2 separate regions of the Xenopus laevis genome follow, and region 1 is linked to region 2. The links are chromatin contacts, called in public Hi-C maps. All regions are on one chromosome and are shown on one strand. Each heading gives the region's core, a stretch centred on a gene start, on an enhancer-like site or on the middle of the called end of the contact. The rest is flanking DNA. Distances are from core to core; before and after follow the strand shown. Region 1 overlaps bcar3.L (BCAR3, NSP family adaptor protein L homeolog). Region 2 overlaps LOC108714379 (putative ferric-chelate reductase 1).

Region 1 (6,510 bases), core at 3,488-5,987, 130 kb before region 2:
GTATATGTATATATATATATATATATATATATATATATATATATATATATATATATATATATATATATATATATATATATATATATATGTATATATATATATGTATATATATATTATATATATTTTTTTATTTTACAATACACCTTACTGTAACTATTAGTTACTGAAAACACTGCTCATGCTTTTATAAGATTGAAGTCTCAAAAACCCAGAAATAATAACAATAGATTCCCTTTTTAGCTGCATTCTGGTGTAAAATGAATGTTGGATTGGTAGTTCTTCATGATTTAACTGAACTCTGACCTCCTGAGCTCTGCTGGTTCCTTAACCAGATACTCAACCTCACTCGATTGGCCTCCCAGTATCCCACGATGGACTCGGGGTCTGGTTGTTGCAGCTCCGTAGCTGAACTAATTGCAGGTTGAACTGCCTTGTATCTAAACTGGTACATTGTGCTTCTGTGCTTTTATCCAACAGTAAATTCTAGGTGGGTGGCACACAAGACAAGGAGAAGAAGAGCAAAAGTCCAGAACTTCCCTCTTGTGCCACTGCCCTTAGATAAATAAATCTGCAAAAAAAGGTCAAATATTTGTGCTTCAAGATGTCCTAGTTCAGTTAACCTACTACATGTTTCACAGGGTAGCAATAACATTTGCAGCTTTCTTGAATATTCACTAGCATGTTCCAGCCAATAGAATTATTCTCAAGACCAGTTGCCTGTTGGGTTTTAACATGTGAATGTCTGCCTGTGCCATCTCCATTCTCGACCCTAACACTCTGTTTGCATGTAGCGGCCTTTTTGTTCTCTTTTTTTTCTCTCCATCTTCTTCTTTCCATGGTCTGCCTTTCTTCATATCAACTTATCACTTAATCCATTCATACCAATGCTCAAGTGTTGCTGCTATTCCTATCCGTCTCTATCAGTAACTTATTACATTCCAGTTTTCTGTCGGTGATAGAGAGTTTGTATGGCTACAGTTCTCCTTCCTTTGAGCACTGTTTCTGGAGAAGGAAATCTCTGAAATCTGGATCCCATTCTCCTCCTCTTCCCCCCCTCCAGCCCTAATGGGAAGATCATTCTACACTGGGCAACCTGGCCAAAGAGTCAAGATCTTCCTCCTTCTTTAGACCAAGTCGACTACTTTCCATTCAGATGCTGCCTTAAACTGGAGTGCCTACCACACTGATTCTAAATGATACCACAATATTCTACCCGCTGAGATAGCAATCCTGCCATTTTTTATGCAGCTAAATCTCATAATCCTCTGTATTTTAACATCAGTTAGACATTACCTAGCCATTCTAAGCAACAGCATATTAATTCAATTTAATAGAAAATCTTATTTCTTGATAGCTGTTAATATGGACTCAATGCTGATTTGCTGACACGGAGGCTGTAAGGAATATCCTGTGACATTACTGATCCCATCCAGGGAAAATCCACCTTCCTACAGCTATAAGTGCTGGGATTGTAGATCCACAACAGCTTCCTGGCACTTGTATTTATGGGTTTATTACAATCAGAACTTGCGTCCTTTCAGCTCATGTTGTACTACAACTCTCAGTCGGTCAGTTTGTTGATGGCATGCGGTTGTCGTTTAGCAACAGATGGAGGGATTAAAGGACGTCCAAATCCATTTTATAACATGAGATCCGAGGAGTCATCTTGGCCTATAAATCGTATACAAATAATGGTAATATTTTATAATTGTATGCACTTTTACTTTTTTTTTTTAAATAAACCAGTTGAATTCTGATCTGTTTATATTGTACATATAAATGCCCACTTCAGTCACTTGTCTTTAACACTTTGGAGAAAGTGTAAGAAACAAGGGAAAGTTGTGCTCACTACTAATTTTTAAAACCATTAGGTGGTGAACACAACTTTTGGTTGTTTTTTATAGTTTATACAGGAGTAGTGACCAGCTCCATGTTGTAGCTCCCACCCTTCCCAGCTATAGTCAGGTGATCCCACTGGTGGCCAATAAAAGGGCAGCCATGTTTGGAAGTTTTAACCTTGAAAGCAGCTAGTAAGTTGCAGGTAAAACTTTGTCCCTGTGTAAAATGTATAATGAAGCAATAGAATTCTTAATGAATCAGATAAAATTGAGCGTAGGACTGGCCAGATATGGGATGACTTTGACATAGTTGGCCAGCTTAAATATATTGCAATATATGGACAAACAATCCCTGTTTTGTTTAAAGGGTAAGGCATTTTTAGTAGCTTATGGCACAAAATGTCTTAAATATATTGATAATGGGTTGAGTGCAGAGGACTCTTGTAGTTGAGTGTTAAAGTGCTTATCGATCCATTGAGACAAAGTTGAATTTGTGTTTATTTACATGGAGAGTTGACTGGCAGAACTGTTATACAATCAAAATATAGATTTATCACAGCAGACTGGGGCTATTTAAACTGCTATAGGTGTTAGTGGGCTGCTGGGTGGTTTAATGAGACATGTACCGTACCATGTAAAAGTGCTCAGTGATCTTCTGCAATTTATTTTTGGTAAGATTAGATGTGTCCATACACTGATGCTAGAGGTGAATTGGATGCTGAAGCTGTTTGAGGGCCCTGGGGTGGGCTATTGAGTCCTTGGTGGAGGGAGAATGGCTGTGTTTGTTGAAGATTCAATTACAATACATCTGATCAAGGGCCATAGCAATGGTCTAGGGCTCCAAGCCAAATCCCAGGGCCTCTAATTTATGTGTGAAGATTAAACTTAAAGAATTTTACTGCTGTTTAAAGCTTCTGAAAGACTAAGTTTATGGGATCATCCGATTGGCTTTCCTGACTAACATCTGGCCGAAAATCTTCCAGATGTCCATCGGGCAGGTTTCAAAATCCCATTGGACCAAGAACTGCAACGGTTTGTTGCTGTGGCCCTTGCTCCAACTGCCTGCATTCCCTAGGGCCTACAATCAGATCGGCCTGATCTCGCCCATTCAAGGTGGGCATATGGGGCATGATCTGCTCCCCATCTTTACACTTACATCATGAATATGGAACATGAGGGCCCACTGCTGTTCACACAGGACATGTTACATTACTGAGGCCGGAGGCTTCCCTGCTCCGTTATCTGACATAAGTGATGGAAATGTGGCCACTGCTACCGACTGTCACCCAATCAGTCCTCAGGTGATCAGATGGATAAAAGGGATTGGCTTTGAGCTTCAGAACTCCAATCCAGTGTGCATTTAGCTTGGTTTCTAATGGCTGTGACTATTTTCCAGTGTTATCTTCAATTGTTATCCTATAAAAATGTACAATTTTTCTGTCAGACCCATTGTACTCATCATGAAAGGGGAGGAAGATAAATACCACTATTACACAGCAGACTGGGGCTATTTAAACTGTTATATAATAAATTCTGAATATTGTACACAAGGATTATTTATATAGTGTCTATCGACAAAACTACAGACAGTTGTAGTATTTTTTTTCTTTTTATATATATATATATAGGAAAAGTGTTGCAAAACCATTTTGGTGCCAGAGTCCGCCATCTTTGTTTTGCCCCCCCCCTGGCAACAAATAGGTTGTGTACAATGGTTGCAGGTTGTTTAATTGTTTGCAGTGAATTGAGTCAGCACTGAGCAATAAAGCAACAGAGGTGAATGTTTTCACGTACTCTCACACCAAACACTGCAACATCAGTAACTAGACAAGTATAAGGAAAGAGCCTTGTACTCTCTACAGTCATTGTTCTCTTTCACGTGACTCGTATTAATACATTTTTACCCCCCAGTGAATGGTTTTTTTAATCCAATGTTGCACACGTTGATTTTTATTGGTAAATACATTGTTTAAAAATAGTGTTCTCTGTTGAGAATATTTTCATGGAATAAAACAAAGGAAACATTTTAATGGCCAGCTTGTTCTTATTTGTTGTCATCGACAAGTCATTTAGCTGACAGTTAGAAGTCGGAATTCACCCACATGAAACGTTAATTCTCAACACCAAGTACAGGTATGGGACCTGGTATCCAGAATGCTCGGGACCTGGGATTTTCTGGGTAACTGATGTTTCCGTAATTTGGATCTTCATACCTTAAGTCTACTAGAAATTCATTTAAACATTAAATAAACCCAATAGGTTGGTTTTGCATCCAATAAGGATTAATTATATCTTAGTTTGGATCAAGAACAAGTTACTGTTTTATTATTACAGAGAAAAGGAAATAATTTTTAAAAATCTGGATAAAATGGAGTCTATGGGCATTCTGTAATTCTGAGCTTTCTGGATAACTGGTTTCCGGATAACCAATCCCATGCCTGTACAATGAATTGGTTTATTATTCACAACCGTTGTTACCTGCACTCATTCCCTGAAATTAACTTTAATATTCTCTGTGTAAAATATAAACTCTAGTGCCTTTGGAAGATCCATTAGAAATAGGAGCTATGATTTTCACTTCTCCAGCCTTTCAGGGATTCATTGTGTAATCTGGGAACTATTTTGAAGGAGGTTTGAACAAATGAATTGGAACTTTTGAGCAGATTGGGCAGCAGCACATTGGCAGGTTTCAGACTCTCAGGCTATATATATATATATATATATATACACACAGCATGGAGTCCCATGTAGTGGCCTTAGGAGAGGGACAGTGTCTCTGGCATAATAGAAAACATTAATTTCACTGATTCTGATCAGAGGCCTCCTGTCCTAAAGAGAGAAGGGGTCATTGATGATCCCCAGGGGGGCAAGAGCCCAACTCACTTACAAAATACTTGTGTCCCCAGGGTTGTCACTCTCTGCACTTCAAAGCCGAGCACAGAGACATGTCTATTTGCACAATACATCACACACTGTGCAAAAAAAAAGGCAGATAGTGACTTTTTTGCACTTTTACAATGCACCATGTGGTCAGTGTACAATGAGCGTTTCCCACAGTTTGCTACTGAGATCCGTGGTGTTAGGGGCTCCTTGTGTACCGAAAGCCATAAGTCCCTTTCATTTGTAGCGTTCTTAACTCGTCTTGACTACGGCTGTATAATAATTGTACAATATCGGGTACCTGACCTCGCAGATCTGCTGAGACCTGTTTCACAAGACCCACAGGAGGATCAGTTACAATCGTTTTGTTTCCTATTCCTGTACTGCTGCCTGGGGAAGTCTTTGTCTAATGGACCTGCCTCACTGAGCAACACAATCACTCCGGCCACATCAGAACTAAATACACTGACCTTTAGAAATGTCACAAAACAAAACGTTTGCATTAGTGAATAATTATTTTGGTGAGGATCAGGTATTTGTGTAGGGTTTTAGTTGGCCTGGAACTGGAATGCACTGGCCCAAAAATCAGCTTACCTGGAAGATAGTCAGTGTGTATGAGTGTGAAAGAAACGGCGGCTCCCTGTTCTTTCCAATGGAGCTTGCACAACACAACATGATCAAAATAGGTTCACCCTAAAGGGCCAGTAACATCAAAAGGTGTCATACATAAATGCATGCTACTCTGCTGTGTAACTGTTGTGGATTTGGAATCGGGACACATATTGACTTGGCTGTATTGCCCAGTAACTTTATCGTTAGCAAAATAGCTGGCAACTGTGTTGTGTTACTTTGTGGACAGAAAGGCAAACAAATGCCACTCTGATGATGGCTGGATGCTCACAAAAGTGGAATTATGGGAATTAGAAAAGCCACAACATCTACCAACATTCCATGCATTTTAATTGTCTGAAATTTGAGCCAATTTCTGCTATTTTTACAATGAAAAAAAAAAAAAATCTAAAATATGCCTTGTTCTGGCAGCAAGTTTTCAGTTTAAAATCCCTGCCCTGGAGTTCTGCACAGGAGGAATCATTGAGAAATACTGAATGAAAGTAAATTCTATCAGAAGCCTTTTTCAGTGTCGCTGACCCCATTACATGTTATGGACAGTAAATAAATAGGAGCTATGCACATATTAAAAACAAATATACATCATACATTTACAGCAACGTACACAACTGGGGAATGTCTTGTTATCCCATCTACACATATGTGTCTGTTTCACTCACAGAAGTCTCTGTCCTACATAGCAAATAGCAACGATTTCATGTTAAAACATTTAACCAGTGGTCACTTGTTTAGGAAGGAGGTTCCAGTTTCCGGGACAGAGCCGTCAGGATTTGCCCAAACTTGTGGTATCTTTCACTCTGCTTTAACAACGCTCCCTTGCTGCCCCACAGCAGTCGCATCTGAAATTCTGTTTTAAAGATTTCACTCATCAATTCATCAGGTTTAAATCCTGGGACAGAAACAGAAAAAAAATTAGTATTATTATTAGGAGAATACTGAACACACTTGGCTTTTACAACAACGTTACATGGGATCTGCAGGTTGATATGAAAAAAGAATATCTGTTGCTAGATCTCTGCTTCCTAAAGTTACAGCAACATAGTGACACCACAACAGAGTATTGAAGGGGGGCTGGGAACCCCTTTAAGGACCAGAGCCTGGGGATAACACCTCCTTGTAGCAGCAGTCACAACATTTGCACTCCCTTAATATCATGAATTGC
Region 2 (6,469 bases), core at 136-2,635:
GGAGCTGCCCTGCTGCTTACCTGTAGGGGGCTGCTAAAAAACAGCATAAATTGCAGGCACAAAAAAAAATCTGGATTCTGCTGTATTTGTTTTGTGGGGTTACATTTCCTTTAAAATATCTGGTATTATATTTATATATATATATATATATATATATATATATATATATATATATATATACACATATATATAGAACCCTCCCTTCCTGTTATGTGACAGAAATGTGTAGACAGGGGGTACAAAGCAGATATGGGTAGGAAGTTAGAAGAAATGAAGTTAGAGAACATAAGGGAAATTATATACTGGTTATAAACTTGAATGAGGCTCACCAGAAACCAAAGGCCTTTTCCAGCATATTGCTCTTTAGCTGCATTTTTCATATAGCGAGCTATAAGCATTCCTATAGTGCCAGTAGTCATCCAAGCAATGAGCATCAGTGCACCTGTAAACAAATAGTTCAAATCAGGCAAACCAATCAGACTGGGATGCATAAGGAGATGTGGAAATATTGGTGAATTAATTTTTATTACAGAATTAAGGAACCTTCACCTCATATTTTTCATGAGAGTCAATGAACACCTATATTCAGCTATGTTCATTATGTATCCATGGTTTTTATAATTTCTAAAAGGTTTTGTTTAGTTTTCAGTTATATTATGAATTATAATAATTATATATGTTTACTCCTCCTGTACTTTTAAATAAAATTATCATAAAATCATGTATTTTCTAGCATCACTATAGAATGTAGAGAAAGTTATTTAATATGATTCTCCCACCTAACTAATTTCCAGTAGAGAGGGAAGGAAGAAATATGCTGCCCCTACTTTCACCGGAAACAGAGCTGGCAACAAACATTCCCACTACTCCCTACAGTTAGGGGTCTAGTTAACATGCTGTGTAAAAAGTGGCATCAAACATTGCTATTGAAAGCAGTGTCTGTCCCTTTCTATCCTCTGCACTGGTGGTTAAGGCTGCTGAAACAAAGTAAGAAAAGGCAGCTGATTAACAGACCTCACTTTGCTGGGGAACTAAGACTTTTGCAACATGGTTTAAAAAGTAAGAAGCAGACGTTAAGTAAATAGCAACTGTTTTTACAAATAAAGCAGTGAACATTTTTAATAAATGTATATTGCAATGTTGCATAGAATTATGTTTTCTTTTATTAAGCAAAATTTTTAGTTTGGGGTTGACTTGCCCTTTAAGGCTCATATCACAATTAGAGATAGCAGGCATTGGTTTCATGTTAAAAGAATGCCCCAGTCGCTCCTGCAGTCACTCATAGAATAGACTTTAGTCATCTAAATATAAGTGCACCTACATGGAGCGGAGATCGGTGCAAAAAACATAAAGGCAGATATTGTCAGGCCGATCTCAGCTCGGCTCTGTGTAGCTGCACTCAGGCTGACGTTGTGCCTGTCAGTGCAGATGCACAGGGATGTGGTTGAAAGCGGATCCACTTTTCTCCACCTGAGAAGAAAACACAGGCTGAGAAAAGCAGATGATCAGTCAGGTGTGACTTTGCCCTTTGTGTGTGTTGCGTAAACGTGGTAGGAAAGTGCTTATAGATAGATTTTTATAGATGCCCTTCAGTTCAAATTAAATTGCAAAATATCAGCAATTTTTATTTAGTACTGTATTACAATGTGTGCTTCTTATCTATTACACTGAATGATCACTGCTTTTCTCCAAAAGCCTGATTATTTGGTCTTTAATCTTTGAACACAGAAGAAGTTTTATTTGATAAATATTTCTGGTCAAAATAAAGCCAATAAAAATTAAAGTGCTTACTCATTATCAACAAGGGATATTATGACAATGACTCATATGCTGCAGTGTCATCCCAGTGTAGATATGTGTTTACCTGCTCCTGTTTTCTCATGTGGTCAGATTACTGACTGCCCTGTGTGGTGCAACATACATAGTAAGTAATTAAACACACACACATCATCATCTAGATAGAAGATGAGTAAAGGTGGCCATACACAGGCAGATTAAAGCTGCCGATATCAGTCCTATAGATTGATTCAAATATCTGCCAGTGTATGGGGGCTTCAGATGGGTCTCCTTGATCGATATCTGGACAAGATATCCATTGGGGAGTTTGATTCTTCTGGCAAACGTTTGGATTATCCTAATATCGCCCTGCTGTTGGTGGGCATATCGGATGAAAAATCTGCTCTTTTGGATCTCATCGTGTATGGCCACCTTAAATCAGCACCTCCTTTTACAGCAGATTATAAAGTCACCACTTGTTGTGCAAACAGCAACACTAAATAGTTCCTCTTCAGTAATAACCTAAAAGTATGTATTTGATTTGCGGTGTTATTGCTTAATGCCTTTACTTACCATGGCCAAGAACAAGAGAGCTTGATCCACTGGCTGCTTTGGTGCTTCCATAAATTGAGAGATCAATTTTAGTGGCTGTTATTAGTGGATTTTTTATGTGCTGTTGAATCTGACCTGTATTAAAAGACTGCTATCAGTCCCACAATTTAGATTGCTATGTTGTACAAATAAACAAACTTTTAGAAATGAACAAACTCAGAAACGAACAGTAACACATTATAATGACTAATGTTAGGTCAAGGTTACACCTAAAACATAAAGACCTCAGTTATTTTTATGATTAATATGGCTGCTAGGGGTGCTGTTTCACTGAAGTCAGCTTACATTTACTATATTTAGACAAGTATTTAGATAAGTAAGAATATACTATGCCTGGTTTATACTGAAAATGTACATATTACTTGCAAGTATCTATATTTCATTTCTAAGAATAAACCTAAACCTTTGCATATAATAAAAAACAAACTTTACCACTGAACACTGCAGGTCACTATAAGAAGTATCACATAACGCTGTCCATATATTTAAAATATATTTTCATAAACATATATTTTTTGATGAAATCTACATTTGTCTAATATGATTTGCTGAATTATTCCAAACTGCCATTCTAAAGTTCCTACTCTTGTAAAAGCTGCTATGTTCACACACAAACCAAGAGCACAGAGGTGTATCTTTTATCCTCACACTTCTTGTAACCTTCTTGCAGAATACCACAAAATATTAGCTCAAGATAATATATGTAAAATTATACTATATTTACTTAGGTTCTCTAAAGGGGGTCACCTACTGGGATTTAAATTATACGTGGGTTAAAAAAATTTCACAGAAAATACATTTGCCCTTTAGGACCTAATTATATTGCTGCCCCTAACAGGAAGCATTCTCTGTTTGTAAGAAGAAGCGACTTTTCTTATTCTTTCATAAATGTACATTTTATGTTTTCATTTATGAGAGTCTGCATTGTCCATAGTGAATGCAGAGTATATACAAATTCAAGATCCTAGAAAAAGAGCTTATTGCTTTACTCAGTAAGTTATGCTTTGCAGAGCATTTCCTATATTTTAAATCCGGTTAAGGGATCTTTCCATAATATGGATATCCATATATTAAGCTTACTAAAAATCATTTAAACATTAAACAAACCAAATGCAGTATTGTTTTTTTTTTTTACTCCAAAAAGGATTAGTTATATATACTGTATTAGTTGGGAACAAGTGCAAGATACTGCTTTGTTATTACTGAGTAAAAGGACATTATTTTTAAAAATATAAAATATTTGACTAAAATGGAGTTTATGGGAGATAGCATTGTCGTAATTTTGAACTTTCTGGATAACGGGTTTCCGATATCATATCCCATACCTGTATTGGGAAATGGAAAAAGGAATATAATGTGCCCGTGTGCTTCATATGACTTAGCCTGTAAAATGATCTTTAACATATGGATAACACACACTGTAGGGTATAAGGAAGGGCCTTATTTGTGGCTTGTAAAGTCTCACCTACCATTTGCCTGGGTGGGGCCGGTAGCAAGGAAAATGAAGTAAGCGGAAGATGCACTTGCTCGAGATGGAGATGTGGAGATACTGGCCCCAGAACTGAAGATGCAATTCAATACTCCATTAATGTATGATGAGACAGGGGATCCTGACAAGCTCTAGAAAGAAGAAAATATATAAAGATCGCTCAGGGTTACCAATTGCCACAGCAGATTTTATAAACCTTTTGTACTTGGTGCTATAAGTAAACTTAATCTCTTGTAGTGTTAAACTGGTTCTGAAGAAGCTAAACGCGAATAAACAGAGCAGGACACAGAGATGCAAGAGAATGTTGCCTCACATTACGCAGCACATTACCAGGGGCAGCAAATATGATACCAATCTACAAGCTGGGATATAAGGGTAGAGGGTGACCATTGAGTCAGGAGGAATTTGTTGGGGGTTTCATTCAGGATTTAGTCTTTTGTCTCAGGCTGGAACTGCCGAGAATTATCCCTGTCCGACATACAAACTGGAAATGGAATAGTCAGGTGTGTAAAAAAGAAAATATCTATCCTTGACTTAAGATGGTCATAGATGTTCAGATTTTATTTTGGACGTTGAACGGTCGTAGAGCAATCATTTGTTTTAATACAACGATCTGAAACTAATCAGTCAGATTTAAATTGTAGGATTAAAGTAGGAATAACAACAAATAAGACAATGTCCTGAAAAGTCAGCAGTCCCATGGATATCATCAGATAGGTAGTGATGAGCAAATTTATTACGCCATAGACTCTACTGTGTGAAAATATATGCAGTGCATCAAAAATTGGAAGCGCAATTTGATGTGCTTCAAAATTTTTTTGCCGCCCATGGACTTTCAGCATTCACTGAATTTTCACTGTTTCACAAATTTTGGGCGAAGCGAGATGGGTCAAATTCATCAATCACTAAATATAGCCCTGGCATTTAAAGAACCAGAGGCCCAAACCTCTCGACAAAGGCCCAATAACAAGTGACTGTAGCATCTTATCTTATAGCAGCCCCTCTGACATTTGCCAGAATCTATATTGCCAGTCCAGGCCTGCTGGGGAATCTTCTAACACCCTTCCATTGAGATAATTCCCTACACTCATGTCCTCCTATGCCTCAGTATACTGCTTTCTCTGGTTCATCTGTTTACCTCACCTTTACCTCTGTATCGTATACACTTCAGTGTATTGTTAAAGTTTCTGCCTTTCATCCCGTAGGGGGTTATTTATGAAGGTTCGTGTAGTGTTTTCCATGAAAATTCGAGTTTTAGAAGTTAATTTTCTGGTCAAAACTCCCATTTTCAGGTTACAAAAAAACTTGCATTTTTTTGGAGATTTATTATACCCCAACCCTGGAAGTAGCTAGAATTTGAAAATAACCCATCTAAAACCTGTCAAGGTCTAGTACGATTCAATGGCAGAGGTCCCTTGAACCATTCGAAGATGTTAATACTCTGCATGATGATCGATTTTTTTTCGGAGGGTTTTGACAGAAAACGTGATCAATTTGAGTTTTTTTTTTTACGAAAACTCAATTCACTCCAGTTTCTGGGTTTCGCTACTCGAAATCACAGAATCAAGTTTTTTCCATTTGAGTTTTCTTCTTAAATAAGGAACCATTCGAGTTGTGACTTAATCCGAGGTATAAAAGACTCTAACATTCAACCTTTGATGAATAACCCCCTTAGTGTATTTAAGCCAACTTCTCATTGTAGTATTGTATACCCACAAAAGTTTTAGTGCAATTTCCCAGGACCTTCCATCTCTTGTTGCTTTTTCTTTATGTCTCCTTGCTTCACTCTCTCTCTCCTATTATTTCTCACACCAACTTTTATTTCACATTAGAAAATCAAAAGTGTGTATTATCTGCAACATCATTTTATGTCAGCAAATTCAGCACACAGACACAATTCATACATATCCCTAAAATAAATGTTCATCAACAACATGTGATTTTGTATCCTGCACTAAAAATGGAAATTGTTTTTTATATTTGGGTCCAATTTTTTAGGTTTGACAGTGCAGTTCTGCTACAGAGGATGCTTTTGACCCTAAATATGAGCGAACCATAGTGAGAAGGAGAAACATGAGCCAAGAGGTGAAGGGCATTGAACCTAGTAGGGGCTCCTGACAAAGGTTAATTAGGGCAGGACATGCTGAAATTATTATTTTAAAACACCCTTGATGGATCTTGAGGTACTTACTGCGTTCCTGGATTGAGGAGTAACAGGCCCAGTGGAGTAAGCTCTTTGAATCAGGACATTTTCAGATGAATTTTTGGCACAAATGTAATAATCATCACTTCCCTGGGAAACAGAATGCTTGGCATTAAGCATCATGGTATGTATTATGGTGAAAACATTTCTAAAGCAATGAGAAATAATTAGTAGTGTCCGTTAATAAAGGGGAAATTTGAAATCTTACACTGTACAAATATTCAAGAGCTGCCATTTGCTTGGAATATATCTGTGAGCAGTCTCTTCTTGTTGTGTCACAGGTAAAGCAATACATTCACATAAAAGGCATAAACTGGACTTACTTTCATTAGTCATGTTGTAGTTGAACAGAAGATAAATAAGGGTTGCTATGGGTTAATATCACAAAG

The links. A called contact is a pair of places that touch in the nucleus more often than the background predicts.
Region 1: a contact with region 2 is called in a Hi-C map of the XL177 cell line, with 2.8 times the contacts expected there. The contact joins two enhancer-like sites. A contact is called at or near these places in 2 of 4 Hi-C or Micro-C datasets (the XL177 cell line and the XTC cell line).

Annotation. Positions count from the first base shown.
Region 1 is chr4L:100,006,633-100,013,142 of Xenopus_laevis_v10.1, reverse strand. bcar3.L (BCAR3, NSP family adaptor protein L homeolog) reads right to left here. Exons shown (of 12, transcript NM_001091730.1): 12 at 5,662-6,237. The coding sequence ends at 6,077. It also overlaps a transcript of fnbp1l.L not described here. Among protein-coding and RNA genes, the nearest start is that of fnbp1l.L, 66 kb to the left of the region's middle. Within about 2 kb of position 4,737, at least 1 of the 7 cell types and tissues checked has an H3K27ac peak or open chromatin away from gene starts, as enhancers often do.
Region 2 is chr4L:99,876,692-99,883,160 of Xenopus_laevis_v10.1, reverse strand. It overlaps LOC108714379 (putative ferric-chelate reductase 1), which reads right to left. Exons shown (of 16, transcript XM_041590534.1): 7 at 6,069-6,170; 8 at 3,858-4,008; 9 at 2,350-2,463; 10 at 330-442. Among protein-coding and RNA genes, the nearest start is that of LOC108714379, 33 kb to the right of the region's middle. Within about 2 kb of position 1,385, at least 1 of the 7 cell types and tissues checked has an H3K27ac peak or open chromatin away from gene starts, as enhancers often do.